Linked DNA regions of Ovis aries: all the other regions are linked to region 1. The links are chromatin contacts, called in public Hi-C maps. All regions are on one chromosome and are shown on one strand. Each heading gives the region's core, a stretch centred on a gene start, on an enhancer-like site or on the middle of the called end of the contact. The rest is flanking DNA. Distances are from core to core; before and after follow the strand shown. Region 1 holds the start of ATXN7L1 (ataxin 7 like 1). Region 2 overlaps ATXN7L1 (ataxin 7 like 1). Region 3 has its middle 65 kb from the start of SYPL1.

What was found. A called contact is a pair of places that touch in the nucleus more often than the background predicts.
Region 2: a contact with region 1 is called in a Hi-C map of muscle, with 4 times the contacts expected there. The contact joins the enhancer-like site here to the promoter of ATXN7L1 in region 1. A contact is called at or near these places in 3 of 16 Hi-C or Micro-C datasets (muscle, skin fibroblasts and tail adipose tissue).
Region 3: a Hi-C map of blood shows a contact between it and region 1, with 2.2 times the contacts expected there. The contact joins the enhancer-like site here to the promoter of ATXN7L1 in region 1. A contact is called at or near these places in 5 of 16 Hi-C or Micro-C datasets (blood, hypothalamus, muscle and 2 more).

The regions. Positions count from the first base shown.
Region 1 is chr4:48,465,582-48,470,328 of ARS-UI_Ramb_v3.0, reverse strand. It overlaps ATXN7L1 (ataxin 7 like 1), which reads left to right and starts at 2,262. Exons shown (of 11, transcript XM_060415001.1): 1 at 2,262-2,466; 2 at 2,987-3,055. The coding sequence starts at 2,286. LOC132659732 (a long non-coding RNA gene) reads right to left here and starts at 2,069. Exons shown (of 2, transcript XR_009600478.1): 1 at 1-2,069.
Region 2 is chr4:48,237,010-48,241,756 of ARS-UI_Ramb_v3.0, reverse strand. ATXN7L1 (ataxin 7 like 1) reads left to right here. Exons shown (of 11, transcript XM_060415001.1): 4 at 2,666-2,949. Among named protein-coding and RNA genes, the nearest start is that of EFCAB10, 48 kb to the right of the region's middle. Within about 2 kb of position 2,161, at least 12 of the 54 cell types and tissues checked have an H3K27ac peak or open chromatin away from gene starts, as enhancers often do. A contact at or near this core is called in muscle, where this site is marked.
Region 3 is chr4:48,626,528-48,631,274 of ARS-UI_Ramb_v3.0, reverse strand. No RefSeq gene overlaps it. Among named protein-coding and RNA genes, the nearest start is that of SYPL1, 65 kb to the left of the region's middle. Within about 2 kb of position 2,859, at least 16 of the 54 cell types and tissues checked have an H3K27ac peak or open chromatin away from gene starts, as enhancers often do. A contact at or near this core is called in hypothalamus, where this site is marked.

The sequences.
Region 1 (4,747 bases), core at 1,013-3,512:
CACCAGCGTCTCTAGTCCAATACATCCTGGATATCAAGGCCAGAAAGTAATCTTTCGAAGTCATACTTTCTATTTATCCTTTTACTACAGAAAGCCCTTTAGTGGCTCCCCATTGTCAACAAAACCCAAATTCTTTAGGCTGCCATAAGATGACTTTCATAATTTGACCCAAGTCTGACTACAAACTTATCACTCCCAAATCCCAAATAATAATCCATCATCCCAGGTAAACCACACTCAACACCAAAACATACCACAGTTGCTCAGCTTGAAGCCTCTGCTGACACCATTACTCCCCCTTCCCTTGGCAAGACCAATCTTCACCTTACCATTATAAATCCTCTCCCATTTCCAAAGTGCAGAGCAGAGTAGTTTCCTCTGTGCCTAATCTTCTCTGTGACACATTTTCTGATCACTCCAAACTAGAGTTCAGTTCCTCCCACAGACAGGTACCGCTCTGAGAGGCCACACCACTCACTGACCTGGCCAGTCACTGTGTACATGGCTTGTTTTTCCAAGAAGCTGGTAAGTTTCACACCTTCCTTCTTCCACAGAGACCATCAGTTTGCATCATCACCAGAACTAGCCTGGGTCTCACTTGTCCTTCTCTGCTCGGGATGGTAGTCCATGACAAGCAATAATTATTGAAAAGATGTATGGATGGATGGAAATGTTGAGCACGGTGTCTGACATATGAGATCAGTAAGTAAAAAAAAAATATCTACTAACACTCTCAGTCCTTCAAATGAGAATCTCCACTCCGTGACACCTTAGCCATTTAGCGGTTCCTATGTAGGAACACTTCCAAAGAGAGCAAAGGCAAATGAAATTTATTCGGGTCTGACCAAAAACAAGCCCATTCACACAAACATCACAACTGAAGATCAACCGGAAGCTCCTCCTTCATCGCCCATCCTGATCCTGGCTTTGACGTACAGGATGCCAAGTGCAGGGACATTAGATGACAGAGCCAGAGCAGACTTCATGACAAAGAAACTTCAAATCCCTGAGCTTCAGTCACGGGGCAGAAATAGTCTGTGAGAACTAAAAGGGTGCCGGGGGAAAAGAGGGAAATATGTCGATTGTGGGGTAGAGTCTATATATTTTAGGTAATTCCCAGAAAATGAAAAAAAATTTTTTTAATGAGAGATACCAGAAAACCTTTTAACACCTTTGCTGCCAACCCCTGGGGGAGGAGGGAGGAAGTGGTGGGAATCTCAATGAAAGCATCAAATGTCCAAAATCCAGAAGAAATTTAACGCTTCCTCTCTATTAATAGCTGGCCAGAGCAGTTAAGCCTCAAGTGAATTCTCCCAAGAATCAGATCCCTGATTGCCTGCGCTAATCCAGGCGACCCTCATCTCAAAGGAGGAAGCGCTGGAAACGGCTCCAGGGGCTTGGTCCGCTAAGCAGCATCTTCGGAGAGTGGGTGAGTCCGCACTCCCACTACCGTGGATGTGGAGCAAAGTGTGCACAGTGGTTCTCTGAGAGACGGAGACTCGCATTGCGGGGCCCCGAGTTTTGAGCTTTGCAACGCCCCGCAGCCTGAGATGGGAAGGCAGCTCCTCTAGCTCCAAACTCACCTGTTTTTTAGAACCACTTCCATATACCCATTGCTCTCAGCTCCCAAAAGGCATCCGCAGAATCCTCCACCACCCAAGGTCCACCGAGCAAGAGAAGAAAAGGTGGAGGGAGTGGTGGCTGGGAGGAGAGGTCACCGGGGTCTCCTCCCTTGAGGTGGTCGTCGGGGAAGGGGCGTTGCTCGGCCCCTCTCCACTAAGCCGCAGGGATCCTCTCGGGGGCGCCTCACCGTGGGCGACAGGACTGGCGAGGGCAGGGCGCGCTGGAAGGGCCGCACGCAAAAACTTTCCGTCCTGGAGCGCAACTCTGCGGGGAAGACCACCCCTCCCACGGCCCCAGGTCGCGCCTCTCCCAGGTCGCCCTCAACCCCCTCTCGCATGTCTGGCCCCTAGGACCCGGGCTAGCGGGCGCCGGATGCCGGCGGAGCCGCAGCATCCTCACGCCCCGCGCTGCATCCTCTGGTCCCAGCGCTCAGCCCCGCCCCCGGCGGCGGGCGTGCTGGCGGCAGGCGTGCAGGCGCCGGGCCTCGGGGCGCCTCTCTGCTGCCCCTGGCGGCCGCGGATGCCGAGAGCCGAGCCGAGCCCGGCAGGGCGCTGAACGCCGGCTCCTCCTCCTTGCTCTCTCCTCCTCCTCCGCCTCCCTCCTCCCATCCCTCCCTCCCTCCCTCCCCCTTTCAGAACACTCAATGTCGGAACGTTCCGAAGATGACGTCGGAGCGTTCTCGAATCCCGTGTCTCTCGGCTGCTGCTGCCGAAGGAACAGGGAAAAAGCAACAAGAAGGAAGAGCAATGGCGACACTGGATCGCAAAGTGCCCAGTCCGGAGGCGTTTCTGGGCAAACCCTGGTCCTCCTGGATCGACGCCGCCAAATTACACTGCTCCGACAGTAAGAACCCCACCGCCTCCTCCTCCTTTTATTACCCTGTAACCTTTCCATTCACCTAGAGCCACTGGGAAAAAGTGTGTGTGTGGAGAGAGAGTGGCCCCCGGTGTCCTCCATGCTTCTCCCTCTCTCTAAATAAATACACACAGAGACAGATCATCAGTGCACAGAGAGAGGCCCTGCTGCCAGGGCTGTCTGTCTGTCTGTCTGTCTGTGCCCTCTCCCCGTGGCAGCCCGCGGGGTGGGCTTTCACAGCCCCACGGTGTATCCGTTTAAAAGGCTACTCTGTTGCTGCTTGCATAGTTTTTTTTTTTTTTTTGGTACCTATATGGGCCAGGTAGATGGAAATCCGGACTTGGGAGAAAATGTTGCATTGTCAATTTTTGAAAGATTTTCATATCCAGTATTTATATCGATCTGTTTGCAAATAAACACTCTCCCTTCCCCCCTTGACTTTGCCTCCCCCCCTTTTTTTTCTCTTTTTTTCCTTATTTTCTTTTTTCCTTTTCTTTTTCATCTGCAGATGTAGATTTAGAAGAGGCTGGAAAAGAGGGTGGAAAAAGCAGGGAGGTTATGAGGCTTAATAAAGAAGGTAAGTGGAGCTACTGGCATTTTAGTGTTAGCATGTGTGGCAGAATCTTCACAGGATTTCGACTATAATGTGAATTGTTCTGCTGGGTACAGAGTGACTAAGGCTTGTCAAAAATTGAGCACGCCCAGGTGACTACTGCTTCATGGTAACTTCTTTCAAAGTACAAATGCAACTGGGGGGTAGAGGGGTCGAGACTATTGAAGGCAGAAGTTTCCTGCACTTCAGCTGGAGTCCACATTTGGACCTTCTGATACATATCTGCTATTCGCCTTTGGAGCATTATTGCCAAATGGTGGGGGGTGGAAATTGTTGAAATGAGGAGCAGGGCTCCACTCACAAGTATCCCAGCCTTCCTTGTGGGTAAATACACAACAGTTTAATGAACCCCACGTGGTCAGTCATCCCAGCAGCTACTTCTCCACTAAAAACCGTGGTACATGGCAAACCTTTGCAGCAAGTTACATTTGGCCCACTTTACATTTGGTCACAGATTCTAATGTGGTGAGCAGGGGCATCTGTGTATATAGCCTTCAGCCGGTCACCCCTCTCTGTTTCCCCAGCGTGGAAATACAGTACCTAAAATGGAACACAGTGAGTAGCTAGGTCATCCCAGACAGAGGCAGGTGAGTGAAGCCACAGCCTGCTGGAACTGGGCATCAAACACACATGGTCATCATAAATAAATTATGGCCTGTTCATGTTTGCAAGTCTACCATATGTAGCTGTGGCCTATGGGCTTCACATGGAGCAACTCCAGAGACCACTTCTCTTGAACGAATGGATGGGTTCAGTTGAATTGTGATTTACCAACTGGTGTCTTGTAAATGTGTTGGACTGAAATTGGAGGTAGGAGGAAGTGCAGGGGTGCAGAAGAGGTTGGCGGAAAGTGTGGAAAGTGTTCAGCCATAACTAGGCCATAGGAGTCTGGCTCATCCAAAATGAATGGAGAAAAAGGCCATTAGATGCCAAAGGATGGTTTCCCTCATAAAACGCGATGTCACCCTGATCGGCAGCGGAAACCTGCTTGGAAAGATGGAACTTGTTTTGTGGATCACACCTCAGACAGTTGGTTTTCTGTGCCTAATTGTTTCCTGACCATCCAGTGAGAGGAGAATTTGTGCTTCAGAAAAAAAATGACATGGAGGTTAAAAATGCATGCATATTCAAGGACAGCTCTCTAGCATAATGTTTCTGCTAATTAAGCACTTTGATTGGAAACGAAACCGTATTCTAAAGATGTTTGCCTCTAAATATCTTAGTGTGATCTTGACATGTGTCTTTAGGATGCACAAGGGAATGATGTCAAGTGGCCTTCTTACAAGTGGCAGCTTATTTGTGCTCAGTGTGCATGTGTGTTGGCATTGGGAAGTATCACTGGAAATTGTTTTTCTTCACAGACAAACTCTTGACACCTTTAAAAAACTTATGGGACTCAGTTATCAGACCAGTGGCAATGAAGAGGTTTCCAGAAAAGATGAGCTTGTGAAAACCTTTAAAGTTGAATAATGGTCATGGTATGGCCCAGAATTGGCACCTCTTAGGCCTGGTTGATAGATTATGACTATAACACACAAAAATATTCTGCACCCTCCCCCAAGCTTCTATTTCAGAAGACCCTTATTTTCAGATTCTCTTTGCCTCATGAGAAATAGATTCTTTTAAGGGGGGAAAAAAAATGTAAAGGTCTCCTTT
Region 2 (4,747 bases), core at 912-3,411, 230 kb after region 1:
GCCGGCCTGGCATTGTTCTAGTGGCTCGACCTGGTGCACGTGTGCTCACGTGGCTGCCTTATGGGGCTCACTGGAGCTAGACGGTGACTTCAGGGAAGAAACGCAGACTGTGCTGTGAGCATCTGTGGACAACTTGACTCCTTTTTTATGTTTATTTCGGTTGGTACAGTTGCTCTGGATCATCCTATCCTGATATCATCTCGTTCTGTTAAGCTCGTGAGTACTCAGCATGTCACTTAGACCCATCCCGAGACAAGAGTGGATCTGAAACGTGAAGGTCTTCGTTTCCTTTCCTGAGCTCCCTTGGCTTCACAGGGAAGTATACGGGAGGAGGCCACTCACGTGCCAGAGAATCTTCTCACCTGGCTACGAGTCCATGTGTGCATGTCAACACTTGAAGCTTCCCTTTGTTTCTAAAGAAGTAGAAGTCAACAGGTTAGAACAAGGGTGACAAATAAAGCAACAAGAGCTTTTTAAGCAGGTTCTTATATTTTTTTAAAATCAGGATATTGGAGAATAAGCTACATGAGTTTTATAACAATCCCAGTTTGTGCATTTAAAATTTTTTAAACTTTGGTGAAACACACATAACAAAATTTCCCATCTTAACCATGTTTAATGTATAGTTCAGGGGTGTTAAGTGTAAAAAGGCTTGCAGAACTGCCACTTAGTACCCACTAAACAACAGCTCCCCTGCAACTACCATCCTGCTTTCAGTCTCCATGAACCTGAGCTCTAGGCGCCTTGTACAGTTGGAATCATGGAGTTAGTAATCTTTTTGACTTGCTTATTTCATTTAGCATACTGTCATCAACCTTCACCCACGTGTCAGAATTTCCTTCCTTTCTAAGGCTGAATAGCATTCCGCTCTATGTATCTACCGCATTTTGTTTATCCATTCATCCATCAGTGGACATTAAGGTTGCTTCCACCTTTTGGCCATTATGAATAATGCTGCCTAGATCATGGTGTACAAATTCCTCTTCACCACCTTGCTTTCTGTAATTTGTACCTTTGAAGGAACGAGCCTGGAAGAATTTAGTATCCCATAGCATTGCGTATTTTACCATTTAGAAGAAGTCAGGTGCAACCCTAATTTCACCAGGCAATCTCTTTTGCAGCTTCTTAGTGTGTTGACTTTTCAAGGGCTTCTTGTGCTGTTCTTCAGCCATAGGATGAGTGCTTTGAGAATTGCCATTAACTAGAAAGTGGTGGCAGTGTAGCTTTATCTCAGTGATTGAGACACTGATCAAAGACAGAACTGTCAGTAACTTGGTATCTTACTTAAAACTGCTATTGCAGTTTCCCGTTACGTGGGGCTTGAGGTCCCACCCCATACTTCCCCAGGCCAAGAAACCGCATGGTCTTGGGGTGAAGTCTGAGGTTTGGGGGCAGTGTGCTCCACCACTGAGTGCCTTCTCACTGGCAAAGGCCTATAAATAACATCCGGGATCCTGTTTCAAAGTCAGGAAAGGGGCAAGGGCTAGCAACAACAACAAGGGCTGAGGGGGTTGCTGAAATAATTTCATGAACAAATTGATCAAAGAAATGATCTGTGAATGCATCTTGGAGAAGGGAGAACCAGCCAGCCGTGAGGACAGATAAAACTCCTCCCCTGCAAAACCGGCATGTCTTTCATGCCCTTCATTGTCTGCAGGCATGTCTGAGCCCTAGTTTAGCCCATTTGGCATTCAGAGAGCTAAGTCGGCTACACTCTCAGCTCAGAGATGACTTGAGGGTGCTGAAGTGTTTGCATTCCACCCTCCTGCAAGGAGGAAAGGGAATCTAGTTCAAGAACCAAAGCAAAGCTTACTCATCTCGTCTCATCCTTTCAGACCCGGAGATGGAGTCCTCCACCGCCCCCTAGACACAGGGTCTTCCAGCGTGAAATGCACAGAAATCAAATGCATATCCATTACAGGAGAAATGGCAGGGAGGCAGGGCTAGAGTGACAGATTCTAAAGAGCAAACATATACCTTTGTGCTCTGTCTTCTTAAGATTCATCCTCTCACCTGCCAGCCTTGAGAACTGCCTATTTACATAACTAGCTGCCTAAAATGGAATATTAGATAATGTTCTATGGCAGCCCATCCCTGGGACATGAGTGATCCAGGAGTCCTCTGACAGCACGGAGCATGGCCCGCTGGCCCACAGCCCTGCCTCCATGTACTGTGAGCCTGTCAGCACTCCGAGCTGAGCAGATGTCAGGCCCGGTCGCCCGGGTGGGAGACTAGCCGAGCAGCGGGGGAGGGGGCGTGATTCAGCACGCGGCTCCATGGCACACTGTCTTCAGGGACAGACTGTACTGCTTCTTGAGCTTCACAGCAGGCACCCTGTTCTGCCCAAGGTGCTGTCTTGGAGACTGCTGACAAAGGGGACTGAGGAATGGGGGAGCGACAGGATCTATGGGGACAACTGATCCAGGAGGTAATCAGTCAGCACTGATGCCATCCCTGGCACCATGCCAACTTCACATCGCTGTCAGTCTTTTCTGAGGCATGCATCTCTCTCCCATCAAAACTGGAATCCTGCTGCTCGCTTATAGGAGGAGTATAAATAAGTGATAAGGAAGTGTCCTGATAACGATAAGCAGGGATATCTTCTCAGCAGACCAGATGTATCAAAGAAGGCAATTGTGTGTGTGTTTGTTCATTTATTTTTCAGTGTTCCGGTTCCCGTAGTCAGTTTAGAGAAAATTCCTAACCTAGTGAAGGCAGATGGTGCCAATGTCAAAATGAACTCTACAGCCACTCCTGCGGTCCCCTCCTGCTCCACCTCATCCTCTGCCGTCTCCACCCCACCTGTCATTAAGCCGGTCTTGATGTCCAAGTCAGTGCCACCTTCCCCAGAGAAGATCTTAAATGGCAAAGGAATTTTGTCTACCACCATAGACAAGAAACACCAAAACGGCACCAAAAACAACAACAAGCCTTACAGGAGACTTTCAGGTACGTGTCTGTGTTCTTTGAGTCTGGCTCATGATCAGACTACAGCTGAGTTGCGTCCAGAACTAGGGAGTGATGTGATCTTATAATTGAACAGGTCTGTTTCATTTTAAGGGGAACACGGAGTTTACCTACAAACAGGAACTCCCATCTCAAAATGCAGGGGAGAACTGATTCTCTTAATCCCGGGCTAGATTGATGATGGCTGGGCTGAGTTAGCTCAGCACTTAGTAGGAGTTATCCTGGTTTTCCCAAGGCAGGGAGCTCTGCACCCCCACAGCACTCTGTGGATTCGGAGGGCTTTGTCCTTGCTCTGACAGGATAAATCGCCCCTAGATTCTGAAAAGTCTCAGGGCTGCAGACTTGGACAGCCCACTGTGATATCTCCCGGTAGCTCAGGGCAGGCTTGGGGCAGTCGCATTGGTGCTGACTGCCCATCTCCATCCTTTGGTCTCACTGGTTTCCGGGTTCATTCTGTGGTCTGGGGCTACAGATCCCTTTCCCACATAAGCAGACTGGAATTCCCACTTGGGAACACTTAGACTGGCATAGCAGATGGATGCTGAGGGGTCTCTCTGCAATCTACTTGGTTGTCAGAGTAGGCACTCTGGAGGTACCCAGAAAGGTGCACATGGCCAGTCCTTAAGTCAGTGGTTGGCCCTTGGGTCCCCCAAGTGGATGGTATTTGCTTTGGGTTTGTTGTGAAAGGAAATCTGGCAGTTTTACTTTCTCCAAAAGATCAAGAAAAGCTATAAATTTTATAACTTCTTCACACACCCTGGCCATTTATTAGTTGTTAACCAGAAGAAAGAAAAATATAGTTGACCCTTGAGCAAGGCAGGGATTAGGGGTGCCAGCCCTCCATGCAGTTGAAAATCCCCATATGATTTCTAGCAGGTCTTCTGTGTATGTGGTTCCTCTGTATTCACAGGTTCAACCAACCTCCAGTCGTGTAGTACTGCAGTATATACTACTGAAAAATATCCATGCACAGTCCAAACCCAAGTTATTCAAGGGTCCACCATACAGAGAAAACTGCCCTGTGAGAGAGAAGCTGTGTCCCCTGGCATGAACATAATTCCTAAGTGCCCCCAAGAATTGTGGGTCATTTTTATTTTTTACTTTGTATTTATCCGTATTTCAGGTTTTCTTTTATGTCTGTAACTTTTAAAAAGTTTAGGTCTGAAAAGTACCTTGCGCCCAAAGCATTCAAATGACACAGTTATATTACCCTGAAAATCTCTCCATGCCCTGTTCACCCACTGTCCCACAAGAAAGGCAGAGCCTGGCACTGTCTTTGAGGGTGGGGGCCTCTCTGTGTGGACAGAGCCCCTTGCACCCAGCTCTCTTCCTGCAGAGAAAGGTCACTGTCACTCTGCAGAGGAGGTAACATCCCTGAACGAGCTGCTGGATCTGTCTGGGCGCAGTGAGGCTGGGCTCCCTCGTCCTGGCAGAAGCATGACTGTGGCTTTCAGCCAGCACCTTAATCTGAAGTTGTTTGGGGATTTTTTGTGTGTGTTTGTTGGTTTTGCATTTTTTGGTGGTTTTGTCTCATTGGGTCTTTTGCTTATTTCTCTCTCGCTTTCACATTTGGCAGCCAGCTCCTGCCCCCAGCCAAACAACCTGTTCAGTTCCAGGCCAACACGAGTGCTGGTGTGGATCTGGGCACAGGGCTGACTCCACCAGGCCCAAGGGAAGGAACTCGCACCAGGCGGCCTGGGGCCTGGCGCCCAGACCCTCCTCAGTGGGCAGAGAGGGCTCATAAGAAGCAAACATCTCCAGGCCTAACAGTTTTCTCTTC
Region 3 (4,747 bases), core at 1,610-4,109, 160 kb before region 1:
ACAGTGGTGCACTGGCAGACGGGGTACTGAGATGAGGAAGGCACAGGCTGCACTTCACTGTCATTTTCATAGCCCACCACACCATCAGCTAGTTCACCCTGCACCTTGAAAACAGTGGCTGGTATGTAAGAAGCTTGGCAGATGTGTGTTGCTTGAATGAGTGACCAAATCCGGACAGCAGGGTTGCATGTCCGAGTGCTCTGAGATGTGAGGAGTGCTCTGAGATGTGAGGAAGCGCAGTGCAATTGGGGAACCGAAAGAAACTCAGTGAAAGTGACCTCAGTGGCTGTTCTGCCAGCTACCCCTCCCGCCTGAGCTTACAAAGACTGCTCATCAGGGCATAGAAGGTTTTGGAGCAGACCACTCCTCCCCAACTTTTTCAGTTGTTGTTCAGTCGCTCAGTTGTGTCTGACTCTTTATGACCCCATGGACTGCAGCATGCCAGGCTTCCCTGTCCTTCACTATCTCTTGGAGCTTGCTCAAACTCATGTCCATCGAGTTGGTGATACCATCCAACCATCTCATCCTCTGTTGTCCCCTTCTCCCCCTGCCTTCAGTCTTTCCCAGCATCAGGGTCTTTTCAAATGAGTCAGTTCTTCGCATCAGGTGGCCAAAGTATTGGAGCTTCAGCTTCAACATCAGTCCTTCCTTCAGGATTGATTTCATTTAGGATTGACTAGTTTGATCTCCTTGCAGTCCAAGGAACTCCCAAGAGTCTTCTCCAACACCACAGTTCAAAAGCATCAATTCTTTGGCAGTCAGAATTCTTTTATGGTCCAACTCTCACCTCCATACATGACTACTGGAAAAACCATAGCTTTGACTATATGGACCTTTGTTGGCAAAATAATGTCTTTGCTTTTTAATAGGCTATCTAGGTTTGTCATAGCTTTTCTTCCAAGGAGCTTATAATTTCATGGCTTCAGTCACCACCTGCAGTGATTTTGGAGCCCAAGAAAATAAAGTCTGTCACTGTTTCCATTGTTTCCCCATGTATTTGCCATGAAGTGATGGGACCGGAGGCCATGATCTTATTTTTTTGTATGTTGAGTTTTAAGCCAGATTTTTCAGTCTCTTCTTTCACCTTCATTAAGAGGCTCTTTTGGTCCTCTTCACTTTCTGCCATAAGGGTAGTGTCATCTGCATATCTGAGGTTATTGATATTTCTCCTGGCAGTCTTGATTCCAGCTTGTCCTTCATCCAGCCTGCCATTTCACATGATGTACGCTGGATATAAGTTAAATAAGCAGGGTGACAATATACAGCCTTGATGTACTCCTTTCCCAATTTGAACCAGTCATTGTTCTATGTCCAGTTCTACCTGTTGCTTCTTGACCTTCATACAGGTTTCTCAGGAGGCAGGTAAGGTGGTCTGGTATTCCCATCTTTTTAAGAATATTCCACAGTTTGTTGCGATCCATGTAGTCAAAGGCTTTAGCATAGTCAGTGAAGCAGAAGTAGATGTTTTTTCTGGAATTCTCTTGCTTTTTCTATGACTCAACAGATGTTGGCAATTTGATCTTTGGTTCCTCTGCCTTTTCTAAATCCAGCTTAAACATCTGAAATTTTTGGTTCACATACTGTTGAAGCCTAGGTTGGAGAATTTTGAGCATTGTTTTGCTAGCATGTCAAATGAGTGCAATTGTACAGTACTTTGATTATTCTTAGGTATTGCCCTTCTTTGGGATTTGAATGGAAACTGACATTTTCCAGTCCTGTGGCCACTGCTGAGTTTTCCAAATTTGCTGGCATATTGAGTGCAGCACTTTCACAGCATCATCTTTTAGGGTTTGAAATAGCTTATTTTCCCAGGGCCATGAGCTCACCTGAAGACAGGGCCATCTAGTTATCTCAAAGACTTCAGAAAAATCCAAGCAACCCTGTAGAATTGTCCATTTCTGGGAGACTAAGAGTCATAAAGCAGGCAGTGATATGCTGGGTGTTGAGGTTAAGCAAGGCTGGGCTTGTCAGAGAGACAGATGAAGAGGACTATCTCAGGAGCATCACCCTAAGCAGCCACAACTCCTTCCCTTGTGTGGTCACCACTCAAAGAAATTCCTCCCCACGGCTCCTTGGAGACTCCTGCCCTTTGGCTTTGTGCCTCCAGGCTTGTGATGGCATTAAAAGTGCTGCTCCTTGTCACTAGGCTCTTGTGGTTCTAAGTGTGGTGGAGGTAGCTCTGAGGAGTGACTAGATCCCTCATCCTGTGGTCCTGCCACATGGGTCCTATCTGAATTCCTGCCCTCAGAAACTGGATTTGAGGAAATCCCATAACATGAGTTAAGGAAAACTGGGGAGAGGGAAAGGTCAAGAAGCCAAAGGAGAGCCCCAAGACACAGGCAGACATTGTCACATTCCCCCATCCTGTTATCATTCCTGGTATCAGGGTGAATGGGCTCACAGGGTTCACCAAGTCACTGAAGGAAGACACATGCTCCTGGGCTCCAGGCAGAGGAGATGTGCAGGCATTACCCGGAGCGTTGTGATGCCTCCTGGGAGGCGGTGGTAGAGAGGAAGCCTCAGTCTGCATGAACATGAGCTTGGGTGTAGCCCCTCCTGCTGGGAGAGGAGGCTTGGTACCAGCTAGCTGACTAACGCCATAATGCAGGGAGAGCTTCCAGGGACTCATTCCAGGGCTCCCGCCCTTTGCACTGTGACCTGCGGGCAGCTGCACACTCATTAGCATTCATGTCTGCCTCTGGCACAGCCCACTGAACACCAGCCAGCTGGCTGAGACCCTTCGTGTGCAAAGAGTCTGTGTCGTGCAAGAGTTCAGATAGTCTTGCGTGTGTACTGATGGCCTCAGCTGTAACTGCCGTTCACACCAAGAGCTGAGACTCTGTGACTGGACTCACGCCAGTCTTTGCAATGTGCACTTGGAGTAGACCGGGAGAAGCCAGAGCAGGAGACAGAGCAGCTTTCCCTTGCTGCTCTCACAGAGATTTGGTTGTGACATTTCATTCTGTGTTGTTCTATCATTTTATTTTCTTGAGGTGAAACAAACATCTGGTGCACAGATCTTCATACATTTTAAATGCCTCTCCCAGCCTCTGCACTGTAGTAACGCCGCCCCTTTCCTTCCCGCATGTTCATTTGAATATGAACTTAATGGACGCTAAATAAGTCAGCAGAGTTGCTGTTTTTCATGCGGTTGAGCAGATGTGTTTCTGAGGAAATGTGCTTGTATGGGCAACCTCAGCCTCTCCACCCAGACAGACCGCAGGCACAGCCAGCCTCTGGCACCCAGGAGAGTGCTCCAGCCACCTATCTGAGGGAATTGAAAGTGTAAATGGCACCCAGCCCTCTCTGTAAAGTTTCCTCCTCCCCCCACCCTCTCCCTTCCTCTGTATGCTAAGGACCCTGGGGTTCTTCAGTAAAGAAGGGACGCCCCTGCCCTCGAGTGGTACCGACCAGTCCAGTGCTGAAAAAATCATCTGTCCTCAACAGAAGTGATGGATTAAAAGCAGGGATTGATCTTTCAAGTTCCACCCTAAGTTCCAGCACTTTAGGAGATTCCTGGAAAAGCAGGACAGGCTAGGGAATGCTCCGGGTTGACTCATCCTCGGGTTGAAAAATTCTCGCCTAAAGTCTGACATTCCGTGTCTAAGACTTGAGAAGACTCGTGGAGGTTCTTGAGGGCAGCTAAAAGCTGGAGCAATCAGCTGGGCTGGCTTTGTCCCCTCTCCCCTACAAAGGACTGTTGCTGAAGCTGTGTTGTGATGGACCCTGGTGTGTGTGTGTGTGTGTGTGTGTGTGTGTGTGTGTGTGTGTGTCTGTGTGTCTGTGTGTTTTGCTCAGTTGTATCTGACTCTTTGAAACCCCATGGACTATAGCCTTCCAGGCTCCTCTGTTCATGGGATTTTTTCAGGCAACAATATTGGAGTGGGTTACCATTTTCCTCCTCCAGGGAATCTTCCCGACCCAGGGATAGAACCCACATCTCCTTCACTCCTGAATTGCAGGCAGATTCTTTACCCGCTGAGCAGTCAGGGAAGCCACATGCAACCTGGGCTCAGGCACAAAGCAGCCACAAGCTGGGCATGGGCTTTCCGGGTGTCTGTCTTCCCAGTCAGGCAAGGGTTCCCAGCATCAGGTGCAGCTGGATGTGGGAGAGAGACAGAGCTCCCAGACTGAGCCTGGCCCTGCTTGCTGTAGTCACCTAGCCCTCTCTGGACTTTCCTCTCCTCATCTACATGGCAAAGGGGTTGAAGCAGCTGACCTCAAAGCTATTCACAGATTTAAAACTCCACAGGGAATTTTCTCTCCTCTAAACTCTTCCCCCCACCCTAGAATTGTTCTGTGACTGGCCCGAGGGGCATCAAAGCCCTGCAAACTGCAAAGCGCTGGACACACCAGCCTTTCCAGGGACGATGATTCTGGGAGCCCTGTTTGGTCCAGAAATCCTCCCAGATACTGTTCTTAATGGATTTGCCAGACTCTAAGATCAGCGATTTAACAAAAGCCTGGCTGAGCCCGGATTAGGTTTCTGGGAGCCAGGACCCGGGGGCCTGTCCGGTTGAGCCACTTTCTCAGAGCCACGTGACTCTCACAGACCAGGAGGCAGGCGAGGTGGGGGCCCCTCCCCCATGTCTGTCCCCTGCTCTGAAGTCCTGTGCACAGTGACATCGAGCAGCAGTGCACCTAAAAGGAACCCCCAACTGAAGAGTGGTGGGTCACTCACGCCACCGGTGGTCAACACACTTCCCGCACAGTGAGGGGCCCCAGTCCAGACTGGCAGGTTCCAAGT